Regions from separate parts of the Macaca mulatta genome. Here region 2 is linked to region 1. Evidence: chromatin contacts called from public Hi-C data. All regions are on one chromosome and are shown on one strand. Each heading gives the region's core, a stretch centred on a gene start, on an enhancer-like site or on the middle of the called end of the contact. The rest is flanking DNA. Distances are from core to core; before and after follow the strand shown.

Region 1 (6,996 bases), core at 1,975-4,474:
TTGGATATGTTCTGAATAATGCCTCATTATGCAATTTTGTCATGGTGTGAATATCATAGAGTGTACTTACACAAAATTAGATAATACCACCTACTACACACCCAGGCTATATGGTATAACCTATTGCTTCCAGGCTACAAATCTGTACAGCATTGTACTATACTGAATGCTGTAGGCAACTGTAATACAATGATAAGCATTTGTGTATTTAAATGTATCTAAACAGATAAAACAAAAATGTTATAACCTTATGGGACCACCATTGTATATGTGGCCCATCATTGACCAAAACATCCTTATATGGCACATGATAGCATATGATGTTTTATGTAAGCCTCATGATAATCACAAAGACGAAACATGTAATAGATACACAAATGAGAATTTAACCACATGTTTAAAAAAGAATTACTACAAAGACACAGCAAAAAATCAAAGTATACCACTACAGAAAATAATCAAAATAATCAAATCATGCACAGCCAGAGAGAAATAAAAGAACAAAGAAACTACAAAACACCTATCAATAGTTACTTCAAATATCAGTGGACCAAATTAGTGAAACAGAAGACCCAGAGTGGCTGAATGGAGAGTAAAACAAGAACCAAATATATGCCACCTATAAGAGACTCTCTTCACCTTCAGAGACACACATAGACTGAAAGGAAAGAGAGGGAACAACAAAAAAGAAAGAGTAGTTATTCTTACAACAAACAAAATAGACTTTAAGTCAAAAACTGTAACAAGAGACAAAGTCATTATAGAATGATACAAGGGTCAATTCATCAAGAGGATATAACTACTGCAAATACATATTCTCCCAACATTGGAGTACCTAATTATATAAAGCAAATATTAACAAATCTGAAGAGAGAAGTAGACAACAATAATACATAACAGTAGGGGACTTCCATATCCCACTGCCAACAATGGATTGATCATTCAGACAGATAATCAATAAGGAAACAGCTGACTTGAACTACACTATAGATCAAATGGACCGGATATACAGGACATTCCTTTCCAAAACAGCAAAACACACATTCTTCTCGAGCATACACAGTACATTCTCCAACATATGTCATATATTAGGCCAGAAAACAAGTCTTAGCAAGTTTAAGAAGATTGAAATCTTACCAAGTATTCTTTTTGACCACAGTGGCATGAAACTGAAAATTAAAAACAGGAGAAAACTTAGAAAAGTGACAAATATGTGGAAATCAACCAACACACTCCTGAACAACCAACAGATCAAAGAAAACATCAAAAAAGAAATAAAATATCTTGAGACAAACTAAAATGAAAGCACAACATTCTAGAACTTATGAGATGAAGCAAAAGCCGCTCTAAGAGGGAAGTTTATACAGATAAGTACTAAATGAAGAAAAAAGATCTCAAAGAAACAATAAACGTCAAAGAAAAAAAATCAAGCCCAAAATTAGAAGAAGGAACTAACAAAGACCATAGCAGAAATAAATGAAATAGAGCAGAAAAACAACAGAAAAGATCAATGAAATGAAAAGTTGATTTTTTGAAAAGATAATAAAAATTGACCAACCTTTCACTAAGCTAAGAAAAAAGAGAGAAATCTCAAATAAATAAAATTAGAACAAAAAAGGAAATATTAAAATTGGTACCATAGAAATACAAAGGACATTAATAGTCTACTCTAAACAACTATGTGTCAACTGTTTAACTTAGAATATAATTTCTAGAAACATACATCCACTAAGACTGAAACATGAAGAAACAGAAAATCAAAACAGATAAATAATGAGTAAAAATATGAGTCAGTAGTCAAAAAACTCCTGAAAAAGGAAAATCCAAGACCAGATAGCTTACTGGAGAATTCTAGCAAATGTTTAAAGAAGAATTAATCCCATTTATTAACAAACTCTTCCAAAAGTTGAAGAGGAGGGAACATTTCCAAACATTTTTTATGAGGCCAGCATTACCCTGATAACAAAGACAGAAAAGGACACTACAAGGATGACAGATGTTTTTAAGGTGCAAATGATGTATTCTTGGATTTGAAAATACAGGATTTGTTTGTACAAAGATTTGTGTGTGGATAGGTGGATGTGTACTGGTGTGTGCATGCATACATATATAAGCTTATCTTGTTTTATTGCACTTCACTTTACTATGCTTCTCAGATATTGCATTTTTTACAAATTGAAGGTTTGTGACAACCCTGCATCAAGTAAGTCTACCAGTGCCACTTTTCTGGTAGCATGTGCTTATTTTGTATCTCTGTGTTACATTTTTGTAATTCTTGCAATATTTGAAATGCTTTGTTATTATTATATCTGTTATGGTGATCTGTGATCAGTGATCATTGATATTACTATTGTCATTGTTTTGGGGCATCACAAACCATGCTCCCCAAAAGATAATGAGCTTAATTGATACATATGTGTGTTCAAATGGTTCTATCAATCTGCCCTTCCTCCATCTCCCCCTCTCCTCAGGTCTCCCTGTTTTCTGAGACACAGCAATATTGAAATTATGCCAATTAATAACTCTACAAAGGCCTCTATGTGTTCAAGTGAAAGTAAGAGCCACATATCTCTTATTAAAAATCAAAAGTGAGAAATGATTAAGCTGAGTGAGGAAGGCACGTTAAAAGCCGAAACAGGCCAAAAGGCCCAGGCTAGTCTCGAACTCCTGGCTTTAAGCAATCCACCTGCTGCAGCCTCCCAGGTGGCTGAGATTAAAGGCATGAGCCACCATGTCCAGCTTCTATGCATTATTTTAAACGGAGTATTGAAGACTCTATTACTGTAGAACTATTTTTAATTTCAATTCTGTCAATATTTGGGTCACAGTTAGGCCTTAATGTTATTACACGCCGGTCTGATGCTCATGGCCAGGCCATTTTGTTTTCCTGTTGGATATAAACAATCTCACAGAATAATGTCAACTTCAGAAGGTTAATCGGAGACCGTGGTAAGTGCAAACAAAAACAAGGGCACTTTATAATGTTGTCTAAATGCAGATAAAAAACAAAGTCTTGATGCCACTTCTGACAGCATCCAATCTAAAATCTTCACTTTCTGAGACCCTATCGAAAATCAACCAATTAAACCCCGACTCGTTTAATAGTTTCTCTCTAACTCCTTCCACTGAGATGACCCATAGTACCCCATTCCTTGCTGCAATGTAATTATATTTTCCACAAGTGTGCTCCTGGTGGTCTTTAACTGAAGGGCACTCACTGGGTCACTGGTGAATTTCCCCGCAGGAACTGAGTCAGACCCCATCTCAGGGCCCTGAACACGATAGGGGCCTGCTCTAAGGCGTGGACCCTCCCGACAGGCCCGGCCTGTCTTGACTTGCGAGGGTTACTGTTCTTGTCCCAAGCGTACAGATGAGGAAGGGGAGACTCAGGGCGAGCGACCCGGGTCCCAGTGGAGCCCCCGGCACACGCCGACACTGGGGCACCAGCCGCGATGGCCACCACTGTGCGCGGAGACGGCTGCGACGCGTCCGCGGGTAAAGTCCCTCGGCGCCTTGCCTCCCACCGGCGCCTTCCCCAGCCCCAGGTTTTTGTCCCCGCCAGCGGCTCCGACTCCATGGCGTCCTCTTCCAGTCTAATGCTTTTTTCCAGATCTCGATCCCAAACTCCCTCCTGCCGGAATCTGGACCCGAATCCACCCGTTGCCCATTTTCCGCTGCCGCTGGAGAGAATCTCTGAGGTGCCCAGGACAGCCTGCCTGCACGGAAGAGATGCCTCCTCAGTATGGCCGCCCCCAGAGAGGAGCGATGAAGTGCAGGCCTCCATGTTGCTCTTGAGCCCGAGCGGCTTTAGGGAGCCATGTTTATTACTGGCGGGCGCCGGCCTCACTGAGCATGTGCAGCCCTGGCCGGGCGGCCTCAAAGTTCTGACGTCACAGGGCGGTTCCTGAAGTGGACATAGTTGTAAGAGCTAGTTATTGTAGACAATACCTCTGGGATCAGGAACTCTAATCTGGAAATAGATAGTAGGAGAGGTCGGTAATGCTGTCTCTGGGTCAGAGACCTGAGCTATGTGGGGTTAGAGAGGGGCCCTGGGCAGGCGAGTCTCTGGGGAGTGTGGTGAGAATCCTTGTGTCAGATGCTGGGAGGAGGTGGGGTCAGGGCTGGGGTCCGTGGGCCGACGGGTTGGGGGAAGGTCAGCGTCAGGGATCAGTAGTAGAGATTCTGTGTGCCCTGATCTCCAGTGGAGTTTTTAAATACAGAGTGTTCATGAGTTTAGCAATGTTATTCGCCTCTCATTATTTAAATAATTTGAAGTTTTCCCCAATAACTAGTGTCTTAGAAGTTGTGAAAATTTCAGAAAATGACAGGTCTTCCGAGTTCGTGATGGGAGTTGGGTAGCACTCGCTTACGAGCACCTGGAGAGTTCCAGGTGGTGAAGGTTTAGCCCAGTAAAGCAGAGAGGTTAGGAGGTTAAATTGGGGGCTCTGGAGCCAAACCTGTGAGGATCTGAGTCCTGGCTCTGGCACTTAAAAGCTGTGTGACCTTGGTCAAGATACTTGGCCCCTCTGTGCTTCAGTTTCCTCATCTGCTAAATGGAGAAATAAGGGCATCTACCCCATAGGGTAGTTGTGTGATTACACAAGTTAATACACTTCAGTCATTAGCAAGAAAGTGAGTGTCAAGCTGTATTTGTTCAGGCAGCCATATGGTAGCCCCACTTCATTAATAAACTGAGGTATTGAAGTATCTTCTTTTTCTTTCAGAAAATATTTGTCAAGCACCTTCTGTGTTCTAAGAACTGTTCTAGGGCTTTGGATGCTATGGAGGTCTAGAAATTCACATTATGGTGGCAGGTGACAGACAATACAAAGAGATAAAGTAATTCCATATAGTGATAAGCCAGGGAGGAGTGCTAAAAGGAGCCAAGGTGTAGAGGTGACTGGAAGGTGACCAGGGAAACCGCTGTAGGGTTTCTAAGTGATGAGATCTGTGACAAATCCCTGTGGTCACCAGGAGGCATTGGTTGTGTAACTTTATTCTGTCCCATTGATCTTGTAGTCAACCCTGGTCTGTTCTGTATTGTTTTAATTACATAATATTTGTAATAATGTTTAATACCTGGTGGAGTGCTCTGTTTACTTATTTTTGCGTAATTAACCACCCCTAAGCTTAACTTCATGCTTCTGCAGGGTGGTTGATCTCCATGGTTCTAGGTGGTTCTGCATGGGGCCTCTCACATGTATTACAGTCAAATGTTAGCTGGGGCCACAGTCATCTGAACTCACTTACATGACTGGCAATTCATGTAGACTGTTGCCTGGAGAAGACATATGTGGCCTGGTGGAATGGAATGGCAACTAGGTTCAAGGAAGGGCTTCCCAGGAGCAAGGCTTCCAAGAGACCGAAGTAGAAGCTTCAGTTTCTTTAAAAAATAAAATAAAATCGGGCTGGGCGCGATGACTCATGCCTGTAATCCCAGCACTTTGGGAGGCCGAGGTGGGCAGATCACCAGGTCATGAGATCGAGACCATCCTGGCCAACATAGTGAAACCCGTCTCTAATAAAAAATAAATAAATACAAAAATAAGTTGGGTGTGGTGGCATGCACTTGTAGTCTCAACTACTCGGGAGGCTGAGACAGGAGAATCTCTTGAACCTGGGAGGCAGAGGTTGCAGTCAGCTGAAATTGCACCACTGCACTTTAGCCTGGTGACAGAGCGAGACTCTGTCTTTAAAAAAACAAACAAACAAACAAAAAAACCCCAAAAAAACCCAATCCTAGAATTCCCAGAATGGAATTTATGTCATATTCTGTGGATCGAGCAAGTCGCAAGGCAACCAGATTCAAGGGGAGGGGAGTTATTCCTCACCTCTTGAGAAGCAATGTGTGTTGAGGAAGGGAAAGAATTGATGGTAGCTGTCTTTGACTTCTACCATATAGAGCAGGGTCTTCACACTCTTTTCTTCCTTAATAATCTTCCATTTGAAAATTTTTATTATTTCATATAAATTTTATAATCAATTTTTTCTTGTCTAGATAAGCATGCCATTTGGATTAAAATTGCATTACATTGCATTACTTTGCAACTTTTGAGAGATTGTGGGAGGGGAATTGGCAACCTTATAATATTGAATCTGCTCATTAAGGAACGTAGTCTGTCTATATACTTAGGTTTTATGTTTTTAATAACATACATGTTGGTATTTCTGCCTCGGCTTTTCTCTTTGTTTTTACCTGAAACCCATGAATGAGACTGCACTGTCTGTGTGATTGGGCAGTTGCCCAAAGTTTAAGGTGTTAACATGCATTAATTCACTTAATCCCTCCTCATTTCCTCCTTCCCTCAACCCCTGACAACCACTAATCTGCTTTCTGTCTCTAGATTTGCCTATTCTGGACATTTTATATAAATGTGTCATCCAATATCTGGTCTTTTGTGACTGGCTTCTTTCACTTAGCAGGATTCTAAGGTTTTTTGAGGTTCATTCATTGTGTAGCCTGTATCAGTACTTCATTCCTGTTTATGATTGAATAATGTTCCATTGTTTGTACATATGTATGTATACCACACTTTGTATATCCATTTATTCATTGGGGGATATATGGGTTATTTACAGTGTATTTCAGGAGTCCCCAAGATCATCCTCCCCCTTGATCTACTGCTATTTGTACCTTATATGACCTCTGCAGAACTATTTATCTGGAAATTAGCCGATGGTTAACTAAATATAGTTCTAAAGACCCATTTCACAGATTCCTAGAGTAGGAGCACAATGCCACCAGTCTCCTTGCTAAGACACAGCAAGAGTGACCTTTGCTACAGTTCCCAATAAGTTCCTCATCTCCATCTGAGACCACCTCAGCCTGCATTTCACTGTCCATATCACTGTATGAGCATCTCGGTCACAACAATTCAACAAGTCTCTAGGAAGTTCCAAACTTTTCTTCTTGTCTTCTGTTTTTGGTTTTTGTCTTTAGATGGAGTCTCACTCTGTTATCCAGGCTGGAGAGCAGTGGCACTATCTTGGCTCACT
Region 2 (6,996 bases), core at 2,309-4,808, 340 kb after region 1:
CAAGAACTGATGGATAATGTAAACAGGGAGATGAAAACTCTAAGAAAGAATCAAAAGTAAATGTTACAATTCAAAAACGATGAAACAAAACCAAAGACTGCTTTCATGTGCTCATCAATAGATTGCATATAACTGAGAAACACTCCGTGAGCTCAAAGATATGTCAGTATATACTTCCAAACATTAAATGCAAAGAGACAAAAGATTTTTTAAAAATGGAACAGAATATCCGAGAACGTGAGATAATTATAAACGTAACATACGTATAATAGGAATACCAAAAAGAGAGGAAAAATGAACATAAGAAATAGTTGAAGTAATAATGGCTGAAATTTTTCAAAATAAATAATGGGCACCAAACTATAGACCAGGAAACTAAGATAACACTTATCAGGATACATACCAGATAACATATACCTAAACACATCATATTCAAACTGTAGAAAATCAAAAACAAAGAGAAAATCTTGAAAGGAGGTGGGTGGGGGGAGGGAATGTTACATGTTGAGAAACAGGGTAACAACCACATCAGACTTCTCTTCAGAAACCACGTGAGTGACAGTGGAGTGAAATATTCAGTGTTGACAGAAAAAAATTCACCAACTTAGAATTTCATATCCAATGAACAACTCTGTGTCCACAAATTCTATAACATAGATGAAATGGACCAATTCCTTAGAAGACACAATATACCAAAACTCACACAAATAAGAAATAGACTACTTGAGTAGGCCTATATCTATTAAGGAAATGGAATTAATTTAATTAATAACCTTTTTATAAAAAGCTCCAAGCCAATATAGTTTCACTGGTGAATTCTGCCAAACATTACAACAGAAATTATCTACAATCTTCTCAGTAAAATAGAGGGGATACTTTCTAACTAATTCTATAACCCAGCAGTGGCCTAAGATTAAAACCAGACAAAGACATTAAAAGATAAGAAAACTATAGACCAATGTTTCTTATGAATATGGAAGCAAAATCCCTCAACAAAATATTAGCAAATAGAATTCAACAATATTTAAAAGGAATTATAGATCATAATTTGGATTAATTCCACATATGTATGCACAGCTGTTTCAACACTGAAAATCACACCTGTAATCCCAGCATTTTGGGAGGCCGAGGCAGGCAGATCATGAGATCAGGAGTTTGAGACCAGCCTGACCAACACTGAGAAACTGCCTCTCTACTTAAAATACAAAAATTATCTGGGCGTGGTGGTGCATACCTGTAATCCCAGCTACTCAGGAGGCTGAGGCAGGAGAATCGCTTGAACCCGGAAGGCAGAGATTGCAGTGAGCCAAGACCATGCCATTGCACTCTAGCCTGGGCAACAGAGTGAGACTCCATCTCAAAAAAAAAAAAAAAGAAAAAGAAAATAAATTAATCCAATCCATCTTGTCAACCGGTTAAAGAAAAATAATCATATCAATGAATGCAGAAAATGCATTTGACAAAATCCACTCCCCATTTATGATAAAAACTCTCAGCAAACAAGGAATGGAGGGAAGCTCCTCAACTTGATAAAGAACATTTACAGAAAACCCATAGCTGACATCATAGTTAAATGCTCAGACAGAAAACGCCCCAAGATAGTAATCAAGGGAAGGATTTCCTCTCTCACCACACCTATTCAACGTCATACTGAAAGTCCTAGCTAATGGAACAAAACACGAAAATGAAGGAGAAAGCCTACAAATAGGGAAGGAAGAAATAAAACTATCTTTGTTTGCAGATGATATGATCATCCCTGTAGGAAACCCCAGAGTTGACAGAAAAACATCTGGAACTAAGTGATTATTAGCAAGATTGCAGCATACAAGCTTATTATACAAAAATCAATTACATTCCTATAAGCCAACAATGAAAATTGGAATTTGAAATTTAAAACACACAATTTATATTATCATTAAGACAATGAAATACTTAGGTATAAATCTAACAATATACATGCAAGATCTATATGAGGAAAAGTACAAAACTCAGATGAAAGAAATAAATAACTAAATAAATGGAGAGATATTCCATGTTAATGGATAGGAAAATTCAATATTGTTAAGATGTTAGTTCCTACAAACTTGATCAATAGATTCAACGCAATCTCAATCAAGTTATTTTGTTGACATCAACAAACTGATTCTAAAGTTTATACGGAAATGCAAAAGACCCAGATAGTCAACTCAATATTGAAGAAAAGCAAAGTCAGAAGACTAATGCCTCCTGGCTTCAAAAATCAGTATAAAGCTACAGTGATCAAGGCAGTGTCATATTGGTGAAATAACTGACAAGTATTAATAGATCAATGGAACAAAATAGAGAACCCAGAAAAAGACCCACACAAGTATCAGCAACTGATCTTTGACAAAAGAACAAAGGCAAGACAGTGGAGAAAAGATAGCCTTTTCTACAAATGTTGCTGGCACAATGCAAAATAAAAAAAGCTATGCTCCAACGTTGCTTCCACATTTTCAGATATCTTCATAGTAGTACCCCACTCCTGGTTCCAATTTTCTGTATTAGTCTATTCTCACACTGCTATAAAGAGCTACCTGAGATAGGGTTATTTATGACGAAAAGAGGTTTAATTGTCTCACAGTTCTGCGGGCTTACCAGGAAGCATGACTGGGAGGCCTCAGGAAACTTACAATCATGCCAGAAAGTGAAGGGGAAGCAATCACAGCTTTACCATGGCAGAGCAAGAGAGCGAAGGGAGAAGTGCCATACACTTCTAAACCATCAGATCTTGTGAGAATCCACTATCACGAGAACAGCAAGGGGGAAATCTGCTCTATGATCCAATCGCCTCCCATCAGGCCCCTCCTTTAATTTGACATGAGATTTGGGCAGGGACACAAATCCAAACCATATCAGGCAGTGAAACTACTTTTTATGATACCATGATGGTGGATATTACATCATTGCATTGGTGGAAATCCCACTAAAAGACATTATGCATTTGGCAAAACTCAGAACTCAGAACTGTGGAGCAAAAAAACAGACAAAAACAGACTCTCAGAATAGTAGAAAATAGTAAAATGAGCAGCATATGCACGTATTATACAGATTTAACAATTCTTCACTTATTTCTATATCTACTTTCTCTCATTGTTTTGAGAAATTATTTTTAAAGTATTTCAATTAAACTACAAGCATACAATTGCAAACGTTTCCGTACATATCTTTTAAACATAAGAACAATGTCCTACATTGTCTAGCCATTATTCTCAAAGTAATGGTAATTTTCTTTAATATTTCTAATGTCCTGTCGATAGTCATGTTTCCCCAATTGTTAATGTCTGTTTCAGGTGCTTTTTCTCCAACCAGGATCGTACCAAGAACCACGCTTCGCAGTTTGTGGTCATGCTGACAACCTCCGGGAATTTGGGAAAACTCTGGGCTCCAAAGGTCCCTCCCAGCCGGTCAAAGAAGCAGAAAAAATTATAGTACTTCCTTCGAACGCAGGGGCTTATGGGAAGTGTAGTTTTCAACGTTACGCGCCTGCCGCGTAGCCCTTCGGGAAATGGGGCTTCGGCGCTCGCTCTGCGCATGTGTAAACCCAGCCCCACCTCCCGCCGTCCGACCTCCGGGGCCTGAAAGGGACAAGGTGTACGAGTCTGTAGGTCTGCGCGGGAGCCAAGGCTGCGCACCTGGGGTGAGAGCGTCGGTGACAGGGCTCCGCGCGGCCCAGGAGCCTGGGGACGGGCGGGCTTGTGTGCGGGGGGCTGCAGCAGGCAGTCTCAGGAGTCCCCAGGATGGCCCTCCCCTCTCCTCCGCGGCCCCGTGCACGGGCCCGGGCTGAGTCCTGTCCGCAGGTGTAGGGCTGCCGGGCCCCGCGGGGTTGCGGGCGCGGGAAGGGCAATGTGCGTGGATAAGGTTGACGGCTAACAGGAGGAGGTTACTAGTAACTCGTGTTCTTAGTCTGAGAATTAAATAAGTTGTCACCTGTAAAGCATTTTGTCAAGTGTCCGTAATAGTCACTGTGTGAAATGTAAGCTGCTCTCACAATTATGAGACACTTACTCTCATCGTTTGGTATTTCACCTAACCCTCCCAGCGACCCTCCTTGGTATAAACGTGCCGTTTTTAAAAAATGGACGAAAGTTCATGGGGATGGGTACCCCAGAGCACACGCTAGGAGGTGAGAGAGGTGAGATGCAAATGCCGAGAGATGTGACTCCCTATCCTGCTCTTTCTAATATGCTGTCTGCCTGAAACCCAGACTTTCCAGTATCTACCTAAAGCCTTCAGAGCGCTTATGCAGAGCGGCCTGTCACCAGATCTGTGTAGATGATTGTGAAGTGAATGTGGACAGAATCTCACCAAGTGGTAAATACATCCTGCGATTTGTCGGGTCTCTACAGAACCTCTGATTCAGGCTGAGGCTCCTGAATCCTCTTGTACTGTTCCTGCTGTCTCCTCAAAGGCACAGATTGATACTCTAGTGCTGTACTGTCCAGTAGAAAGATAAGGCAAACCACAAATACAATTCATAATTTTTGATTAGGCGCAGTGGCTCATGCCTGTAATCCCAGCACTTTGGGAGGCCTAGGCCGGTGGATCAGTTGACGCCAGGAGTTCGAGACCAGCCTGGCCATCATGGCAAAAACCCATCTCTACAAAAAGACAAAAATTCGCTGGACGTGGTGGTGCACTCCTGTAATCCCAGCTACTTGGGAGGCTGAGGCACGAGAACCGCTTGAACCCGAGGCAGAGGCTGCAGTGAGCCGAGATTGAGCCACTGCACTCCAGCCTGGGTGACAGAGCGAGACTGTCTCAAAAGAGGGGAAAAAAAAGCTTAGAATTTTTCAGTAGCTACAGTGAAGAGAAGAGGCAGGCAAAGTCAGTTTTACGGCTTTATTTTACTTAACTCATTGCATCCTAAATATTCGACTTGTGGCACTGGCCAAACTTCAGGTGTTCAGTGGTTCTGTGTGGCTGATGGCTGCAGTGCTGGATAGCACATTTCGAGTAAATCTCAAGAGTCAGGTCTAAGGTATTAGGTGAAGGTTTCAATTGAGTTTGTTTCTCAGGCCCAAGTCCCAGCTCCTCTGGAGCAAAGCAGCTCGTGTGAGGCAGTAAAGAGGGAGTCCTAGGGACTACTGCCATAGAAGAACAGCCTATATGACGGAGACCTCTTTTAGAACGTCAAAGAAGAGGCAGAAGATTCTAGAAAGGAGCAAGTCCTGATTGCTTCCCCAGAGGCAGTTCTTGATTCCCTATATAATGTATGCATCAGATTTAGTGATATTGCCACATCCAGAAGCCATCACAGACCGTGTGACTTTGCTGTGGACTAACTTGCAGAAGGCAATTCCCTGGGGCTGAGAGGGATGAGTGACTGTCAAGCTGGGTGGAAAAAGACACTTTACTGGAGGGCTGATTAGGTCATGCTATCCAGGGAAGACGTAATCAGCTGTCCAGATGCCAAACAGCAGCCTATTTTCCTTTCTGCCTTCACTTCTTCCGCATTCTGAGTCCCTCTCACACTGTGTTCATCATCACCTGTGGCATTTAGAGTAATACTGATGTTCCCTCTTTCCTGGTAGTAGAGGAAGAATTTCCTATATTGGAAACCCAAAAATAGGCCGGGCGCGGTGGCTCAAGCCTGTAATCCCAGCACTTTGGGAGGCCGAGACGGGCGGATCACAAGGTCAGGAGATCGAGACCATCCTGGCTAACACGGCGAAACCCCGTCTCTACTAAAAACACAAAAAATTAGCCGGGCGAGGTGGCGGCGCCTGTGGTCCCAGCTACGCGGGAGGCTGAGGCAGGAGAATGGCGTGAACCCGGGAGGCGGAGCTTGCAGTGAGCTGAGATCTGGCCACTGCACTCCAGCCTGGGCGACAGAGCGAGACTCCGTCTCAAAAAAAAAAAAAAAAATCCCATCTTGATTTTTTCTGTGGAAGCGCTAATTCTGGGTGTAAAGACAGTAAGAACTTGATTAATAAGTCAGTCTGATTAGTTCTTTTTTTAAAAAATTAATTTTAAATTTATTTTTTATTTTTTTCTATTTTTAGTAGAGACAGGATTTCGCCACGTTGACCAGGCTGGTCTGGAACTCTTGGCCTCCAGCAGTTCACCTCCCAAATTGCTGGGATTACCACGCCCAGCTGAGTAGTTCTTTGACATTAGCTTTAATGAAGGTAAACAGCTTCATCTCTGTATACCTGAACTTGCTTAATCCTTTGTTTTATTTTTACTTTTTTCTTAGTCAAAAGGGAACATAATTGTTAATAAATCAACATAATTATTAGTAAATCAACAAAAAACAGTATTACTTTACTCAGTGAAAATGCAAGTTTAAGCGCATGTAATCCTATCAGAGATGCACGTATTCAGGTGTGGCTGTCTTTGAGTGGTCCCTCCTGTCCCTTTTCAAGAGTGGAAGGGACATTCTGCATTGGGAATCCTTTTTTCCAGCTGAGTGCGATGATATTTTTTTTAGGCACATGAATAGGACTACATGCTCCTTGATTACAGTGGGATTATGTCGCAGGAAAACCATTATCAAGTCGAACCATCTCATGTCAGGGACCATCTCTGTAGGAACTGTGAGGCAGACCAGGTCTTTCATGACCCCATTGCTCTTTCCTCCTTCCCAGCTGAACCTCCACAGTTCTCTCCACTCTTCCAGGAGCAGCAGAAAATGAACATCTCTCAGGTGAGTTCGGTTTTTAAAAACCAGTTTATTTTACAATAGGTTTTGTAAGGGTTTATGTGTCTTTACATTAACATGGAAAAGTAGAAACAGAAATGGATCAGACACATTCCTAGAAGATGTAGAAATGCAGATTAATAGCAGCGCAAAGTGGCATGTGGATAGATGCAGATCCTTCGATATTACAAATTTACCAAATTAAGCTTCAGATTTATTTCTGAGGTTATTGACAGCCATGGTGGAGTGTCAGACAGACAATACTTAAAGGTTTACATTGATGAGAAAGATAAAGCAAACCGATTTATCATGGAATATAAACATAAAGATAACGA

The links. A called contact is a pair of places that touch in the nucleus more often than the background predicts.
Region 2: a contact with region 1 is called in a Hi-C map of liver, with 2.8 times the contacts expected there. The contact joins the promoter of ZNF658 here to the promoter of LOC114672855 in region 1. A contact is called at or near these places in 2 of 14 Hi-C or Micro-C datasets (fetal cortex germinal zone and liver).

What each region holds. Positions count from the first base shown.
Region 1 is chr15:125,327,003-125,333,998 of T2T-MMU8v2.0, forward strand. LOC114672855 (putative UPF0633 protein) reads left to right here and starts at 3,225. Exons shown (of 2, transcript XM_028835367.2): 1 at 3,225-3,495; 2 at 3,611-4,385. The coding sequence starts at 3,371. The coding sequence ends at 3,908.
Region 2 is chr15:125,662,013-125,669,008 of T2T-MMU8v2.0, forward strand. ZNF658 (zinc finger protein 658) reads left to right here and starts at 3,559. Exons shown (of 6, transcript XM_077966485.1): 1 at 3,559-3,658; 2 at 6,024-6,149; 3 at 6,609-6,667.